Regions from separate parts of the Mus musculus genome. Here region 1 is linked to region 2. Evidence: chromatin contacts called from public Hi-C data. All regions are on one chromosome and are shown on one strand. The core of a region is the stretch at or near the end of the contact, and the rest is flanking DNA. Distances in the headings are between cores, read along the strand shown. Region 1 has its middle 17 kb from the start of Tjp2. Region 2 overlaps Fam189a2 (family with sequence similarity 189, member A2).

Region 1 (3,459 bases), core at 540-3,039, 270 kb after region 2:
TTTTCCCCGCCAGCTGAAGAAGAGGCTTAGATAAGGGCATGTTGTTCAGGAGAAAAATCCCACAGACCTGGGGTCAAGTCATAATTCTGTCACTTTCTACTCATGTGAGTGGACCTAAAGGAGCCTGCATTCCCTTTAGAAAGGAGAGTAAAGACAGGAAGATCACTGTCAGTCCCAGGCCAACCTCATCTACACTGCAAGTTCTGATCCCAGAAGACCTCCATGCAAATCCCTATCTCAAAACAACAGCAACAGAAGAAGATAGTATGACCTACCTCATAGGTTTCTTAGTGCTGAAAAATCCCATGCATGTGTACTCATAGAGAAACAGCTAGAAAGGTACTATGTTAGGATTGTGATTAGCTGCAGGGTTTCTTTCTGTCTTTCTTTCTATATCATAAAATATATGAAGGCAGACTGCCCCATGTTTTCATAGTAACTTTCCGATTGAAACAGTGGATGAGGTTTCCCTAGGGTTTTGGGGGTTGGTGGGGGGGAGGGTTGTCCTGTCATCTTTGCCTGTGGCTTCGAACCCTATAGGTCTAAGATCATGTCTCGATCTAAGTCTGAGTCAGCTTGCAAGCTGTTTAGCTTGCCTGATGGTCATTGCATTTAGAGCCTAAGGCTGGTCCTCATTTCGAGGCATTCTGGGAAGGAATTATTTAGTTTTTAATTATACTGGAGATCCATCATGGGACCTTGTACATTACCAGGCAACTAGACTACCACGGAGCTACACCGAAGCCCCTGGTCACTGTTAATATGTCTGCATCTGGCAGCCCACCTTCTCCACATCAGGTTTTTAACAGCTCTGAGTTCCCCCATCCTTTTCTCCTATCCCTGTCACTAAGAATTAGCTCAAACTCTTCAGCAACTGGCCCTCCTCGGGGTAGACAGAACCGGTTCCCGGCGGCTGAACTTGAAATGTGTCTAAATGATGCTAAGTTCTCTCTCTCTCTCTCTCTCTCTCTCTCTCTCTCTCTCTCTCTCTCTCGTGAAAAAGGATCACATGACCCAGAGGCTTTGGGTGTGCCGCAGGTGTGCTGTCCCTGTACTTGGGAAGTGGTGACAGAGTCATTGGCTTCACAAAAATTAATTGAGCCTTGGGGCTGGAGAGATGGCTCAGTGGTTAAGAACACTTGCTGCTCTTGCAGAGAACCCAGTTCAGTTCCTGGCACCTCTATGGCAACCCATAACAGCCCTTAACTCCAAGTTCCAGGGATCTGATGCCCCCTTATGATCCTGGAGGGTTGAGCCTTAATTAAATCTATGCATGCAGCCAAACATGGTAATGTATGCCCTTACTATCTGCATTCGGGAACCAGAGGCAGAGACAGAGACAGACAGATCTCTGTGATTTTGAGGCCAGCCCGATATCTACATAGTGAGCTCCAGGCAAGCCAAGGCTACATGGTGAGACCTTGTTGGTGCTGTGGTTGTAGCATGAGTAATGCCTCTGTCAAATCTCTACCCCAACTCTGCCAAACAACTCTTTGTTGTTTTATACGTTTTCCACGTGTCACATCTCACAACTTAAAAAGCTAAAGCATACAGTAGGGTAAACTGTAAAAAGAGAGCAAGTGACAAGAAAGCATTCTCTCCTGCCTTGGCTGCACACAGTCATCTGTAACGTCTGACCTGCTCTGCTCCTGAGCAGGGAACTGCAGGGGAGACTTCCTCTTGTGCTTTGATTTTCATGAATCAGCACCCGCCCTTCACATGAAACCCCAGCTGCAAACGGCCTGATCCTTACCGGCAGGCCTGACCTGCTTGTGACCCTACTCAGCAGCTCCATCCAAGGCTTCCATGGCACCCTCCCCCGCAGCTGCATCCCTCATTCTCCTTGTCTGTTAGTAGATCTTGTGGGACTCAGGCTGTCTACCCGGGGTTCCTTCCCGCCGCCGTGACATCACATCCAGCTTGAGCTCCTTTGAACGAGTTCTCCAGGTTAGACCTCTTTTCTGCCGTCCTAAAAGAAGCAGCCCCTAGCTGTCTGGCACTCAAGTTACAAAACAACTCAATGTATTTTTTTTTTCCTAAGTGCTTCTCTAGATAATGGACTTCTCCCAGGAGGGCTGTTGGTTTTTATGTTTGTTTGATTGATTGATTTGTTTTGTTTTGTTTTAAAGATACTCTTTCTGAGGCATCCTCCTACCCTCTAACTGCCCAGTGAAAACCTTATGTACCCATGCACTCGACCTAGGATTCCACTATGTGTGTTCGCTCAAGCCTACTCCATCGTTTCTGATTCTCTCCATTGCCCTGGGTGTTAGCTTTTCTGTTTGCTTGCCCTTCATCTTACAAGTTCCCTCTGTTATATAGGCACACACCCACAGATATACCCCAAATACCTGATGCAAGTCTAAGCTCTTTACAGATAGAGCCCATATCTGACAAAACAGCTCATAGAATAGACTCCACAAATAGTATACATTTCTTAGATTATTAAATAAATCAGAATGAAATATCAATTTCTTGACTTGATATGGGATGATGCAATATCCCTGTTACTATTCTTATGTTCCTTCAGTACTTAAAGCCCTCAGTGAGAAACAAACAAACAAAACTCTCACCTGTTTTCCATGCCATCTTCCAAACCTCACTGCCCAGGTAGCAGTACATGGCACTGGCCAATTGGAATCCCTGGAGACAGATCAGAGATCGCTCACTGTGTGGCCTGTTTAGAAAGCGTGGTCCCCACCCTCTCCTCAGTAGAACAACCACAAGTTCTGCCAGCCTTCCAGAATAAGGAGAGTGTCCCAGATGGATCTAGCAACTGTCAGGCTGCCGTATCTGTAAAAGGTTGTGTGGAAAAAGCGGGAGTTGACAAAACAAGTAGCTGAGTTAATTATCCTCACCTAATGGTTCCCAAAGCAACAACTCCCAGAGGATCGTTCGCAACAAGATCCCTTCTAACCCCCTTGGGAGGTATCAGTTGTCTGTAACTACCTACCTGGTTATGAGTCATAGGGCTTTGCCTCTGGGAAGTGTACAGGCAGCTAGCAAAAGCATATCCATCAGTTCTTATGTCTCTGCAGGTCCCAGTCGGATACCCTAAGGCTCTCCACATAAGGGCCTTGTGCTACAGATGCATCCATCATTCGTGGAAGGATGCTATGGTTGTTTGAATGAAAACAGTGCCATAAGGAGTGGCACTATTAGGAGGTGTGGCCGTATTAAAGTAGGTGTGGCCTTGTTGGAGGAGGTGTGTCACTGTGGGTGGGCTTTGAGGTCTCAGATGCTCAAGCCAGGCTCAGTGTGTCTCTGTCGCTCCTGATATAGACCTCTGAGCATCTTCTTCAACACCATGTCCGCCTGCATGCTGCCATGCTTCCCACCACGATGATAATGGACTAAACCTCTGAACTCTAAGTTGAATGTTTTCTTTTATAAGAATTGCCATGGCCATGGTGTCTCTTCACAGCACTAGAGACATTAACTAAGGCAGATGCTGATGCC
Region 2 (3,421 bases), core at 632-3,131:
ATCTCTGTACCATGCCTCAAAGGTTCACACTTCTGATACCCAGCCATCTGCCCTGAGCCTTCAAGGCATGCTATACACTCAGTGGTCCAAGGCAACCAGCAAGGGAGTCGGGAAAGAGATTGGAAAGAGCTGCAGCTATGGGCAGAGGGTATGAAAAGTCTAGCCACACACAGAGATGTGGCCAGTACTTTCTCTTACAAACTATGGGGAGAAGCCCTTGGTAGGCTGAGAATTCCTAGCCCTCCCCCTGAAAAAGGCGGCTGAAGAGAATGCCAAGGGACGTGGCAAGACCGACCCGGTTCCTGGGCAGTCTACCCTGTGAGTGACCAGCGGTGAGAGCAGAGGTTTGTGATACACAGTGACTCACAGAGAAAGCAGGTTTGACCTTGGGCAGCAGCCCAGGCTGTGGTGCAAAGCTACATGGTGACAATGAGGACTTTTAGAGAGGCCAGAAGAGGTGTCTCTCATTCAGGATGGAGCGGAGGTGGTAACAACAGAAACCGCCCTTGGGGAAGGAGGCCCCTAATGCACCTCACTCAGGCACTCAGCCAGACCCAGCTTGCTCACGGCCCTTCGTTTCTCAACGTTTCCAAAGCCCACTTTCCAGGACAGCTCAGTGACCCCTGAGGCCACTCTAATATGAATGGTTGATAGAGTCAGGGGAGGCTATGGTCCCATGAACGATGCAGGATGCTCCGCAACCGGGAACACAAATACTACCACCTGAGAAGCTGGACACAGAGAGGTTCCCGAGTCTGGCCACTTGGGTGTGAATGTCAGCTCTACCCCTTGGTTTCTGTGTGATCTTGGACAAGTTGTGAAATATCATTATCCTATAAAATGGAGAAAATAGCAGCTCCCACTAAATAGGCTGTGATGAGCACCAGATGAGAATTTAATACCCTCATCATAGTACTAAGGCGGGGCCCAATAAAACCAGCGCTCACCGCCCCAGGCAGCCTTAGTCCATTTCCTTGCCTCCTCTCCCATTTAAATTAACCACTTTCCCACCAGCACAGTGATCATTTCGAAATAGGATTAAGTTTATCTTGTTTGTGTTAGAAATTTCCGTGGTATCTCACCGTTAACATAGGTTGCAGCTAGCCAGGCTTCCGTCCACCTCTCCTTCAAAAACGATTCTGTGATCACTAGTATGCCTGGCCTCTGTCTCTGTCTCGAATAGTCTCCCCTGGTCCTCAAAGTCAAGGTCAAGATCAAATGTCGTTTCCTCAGAGAAGCCCTCCCTGACCACCCCCTTACTTCTTAGCATCAGTACTATCAGTAATTGCTTTACTGACTTTCTCTTTATACCCCACTAGAATGCAGGTCCACAGAGCCATTCAGGCTAACCTGTTAAATTCAGCCCAGGATTTGCCTGATGCATTGTTATCTATGGGGCTCTGGAACTGTGGAAATGAACTTAGTTTGGTGGCCTAGAGGGGCACCCTGGCCACCACAGCCCAAAATTCACCCTCCATGAGTTAAGGCCTGGTCATTTGAGATCACACAAACACTACACATGGAGTCCAGACTTTCCAACGCCAGCGCTTTATTCTCTGTTCTGTCTTCTAGTTTGCAAGCATGAAGGAATGGACTCAACCATAGTGCTCACCCTTAACGTCCTTCATTTAAAAACAAAACAAAAGAAAAGAAAACAAAACACCGCTTAGCTGGTCTGCTGCTTTTCCTAAAGAGGAAGGGATTGAGGGTAACCTAAAGGAGGCTGGAAGACTGGAGTCACATGGTGTTAACCATCATGTCTCCTGCCAATTCCTCTCACTGAGCAGCCAGAGGCGGCAGGCTGCTATAAATAGCCCGGCAGCTCTCCCCTTACAGCAAGGGAATGAACTTGGCAACAACAAGAGCCATGAGGGGTGAGGCAGGCAAAGGCTAGGGAGCCTGCTTTCTGCTCACCCAGTGTGCACCCCTTGGGGATACTGTGAGACCCAGCAGACAAAGGAGCCCTCCCTGCCTTCTTCTCCAACCAGGAACACACAGACTGGAAGGGCCAGGAAGAACGTACTTCACCCGAGTTCACCTGAGTGCCCTCGTCAGCAAAAAAAGGGAGCCAAAGAACAGGAATAAGTGCCCACCCCAGGAACCCGGTTGAGGGGTTCCCAGTGGGGGGAGGGGGAGGGGTGCCCCTGGCTCCCAGACAGTAAACAGCACTGAGGAGGGACATCCTTCCATGTCACTCAGTTCACAGGACAGTCTCTCGAATGACACCAATAAGGCTGTGTGGCCGCTCAGCCTCCGCTCGCTGCTGGGGCCTCCTCTCGGCTCTCGGCCTTGCTGTCAGAGAGAAGGTGCTTAGATCTCCACAGCTGCGCAGGTGCAGCAGGCCGGGCTGTCTCCTCCAGCTCAACTCCTGGGCCTGGGATGTGCTGGGCTGTGACGGGGCCATTATCTTTGGGAAAAGAAGAGGAGAAGGGAAGATGTTAGCCTCACTAGCGCTGGCCTTTTGACCCGCCCTCTTGCAACCATTGGTGGATCTTATTGTATGCAGTACACTCGATTGGGTGTGAATGTGTAGTCTCGGAGTTGCATTCAGTATCTTCCTCTATCACTCTCCACCTTAGTTTTTAGAGAGAGTCTCTCACTGCAATTGATGCTAGCCACAATGGTTAGACTGGGAGCCACCAGGATCCACCAGAGTTGCAGGCTGGTGCCACGGTGCCTTGTTTTTATATAGGTACTGAGAATCTGCTCTTGGTCCTCATGCCTACACAGCAAACATTTTACCCACTGAGCCATCTCCCCAGCTCCAAGCTGGGGAGTTTTAACAAGAAGCAGGTAGAACCGACACAGAACCACTGTTCTGGATCAGATTTATAAAATGCTAATTAAAAGCAATGATGCTTCAGGTAGCTCTGCTAACCCCGTGGCTAATCAGCGTAAAGAAGCAGGACACTTTATGTGTGAACGCTCTACAGACCTGTCTTTAATGAGTCCTATAACCTTAAACACGGGACAGTAGCACTTCACTTCTCAAAACTACAGTGCTATAGAATAGTTCTCACCCAGATAGGCCTGACGAGGGAGGATCTGTGGAAAGCTGAACTGTCATGTCACTATGGTGTGTGACTTTGTCAGTGGGAAAGAATCAGGAGTCTCACTGCCACCAAGCCTCACAGGACAATCAAGTGGAAGCCACTGTTTCAGAACAGGTAACACAAGGCACTATGGTAGACCATCTACAGCATCCACTCCACTGACCCAGGAGAATGAATTAACAGCCAAGCGGTAACAACAGCTCTCAAATGGGTAAAGAGGAAGTTCTGGCTGGGAGGAAATTCTACTTCTCTGGGGACGCAGGGGTGGAGACTACCTAGCCCAACCCTTCCATTTAATGATGAGAAACCCAAGGCCCAAATGGACTCCATGTACGCCCAGTTTGGTCTTTTACCAAAGTGGCTTCAGT

What was found. Hi-C and Micro-C count contacts between places; a contact is called where the count stands out from the background.
Region 1: a contact with region 2 is called in a Hi-C map of uterus, with 3 times the contacts expected there. A contact is called at or near these places in 2 of 484 Hi-C or Micro-C datasets (bone marrow-derived macrophages and uterus), 1 of 130 datasets of targeted methods (pancreatic cancer cells) and 1 of 9 other capture datasets (embryonic stem cells).

Annotation. Positions count from the first base shown.
Region 1 is chr19:24,240,587-24,244,045 of GRCm38.p6, forward strand. No RefSeq gene overlaps it. Among named protein-coding and RNA genes, the nearest start is that of Tjp2, 17 kb to the left of the region's middle.
Region 2 is chr19:23,971,225-23,974,645 of GRCm38.p6, forward strand. It overlaps Fam189a2 (family with sequence similarity 189, member A2), which reads right to left. Exons shown (of 11, transcript NM_001114174.1): 11 at 1,526-2,407. The coding sequence ends at 2,201. Among named protein-coding and RNA genes, the nearest start is that of Gm34076, 55 kb to the left of the region's middle.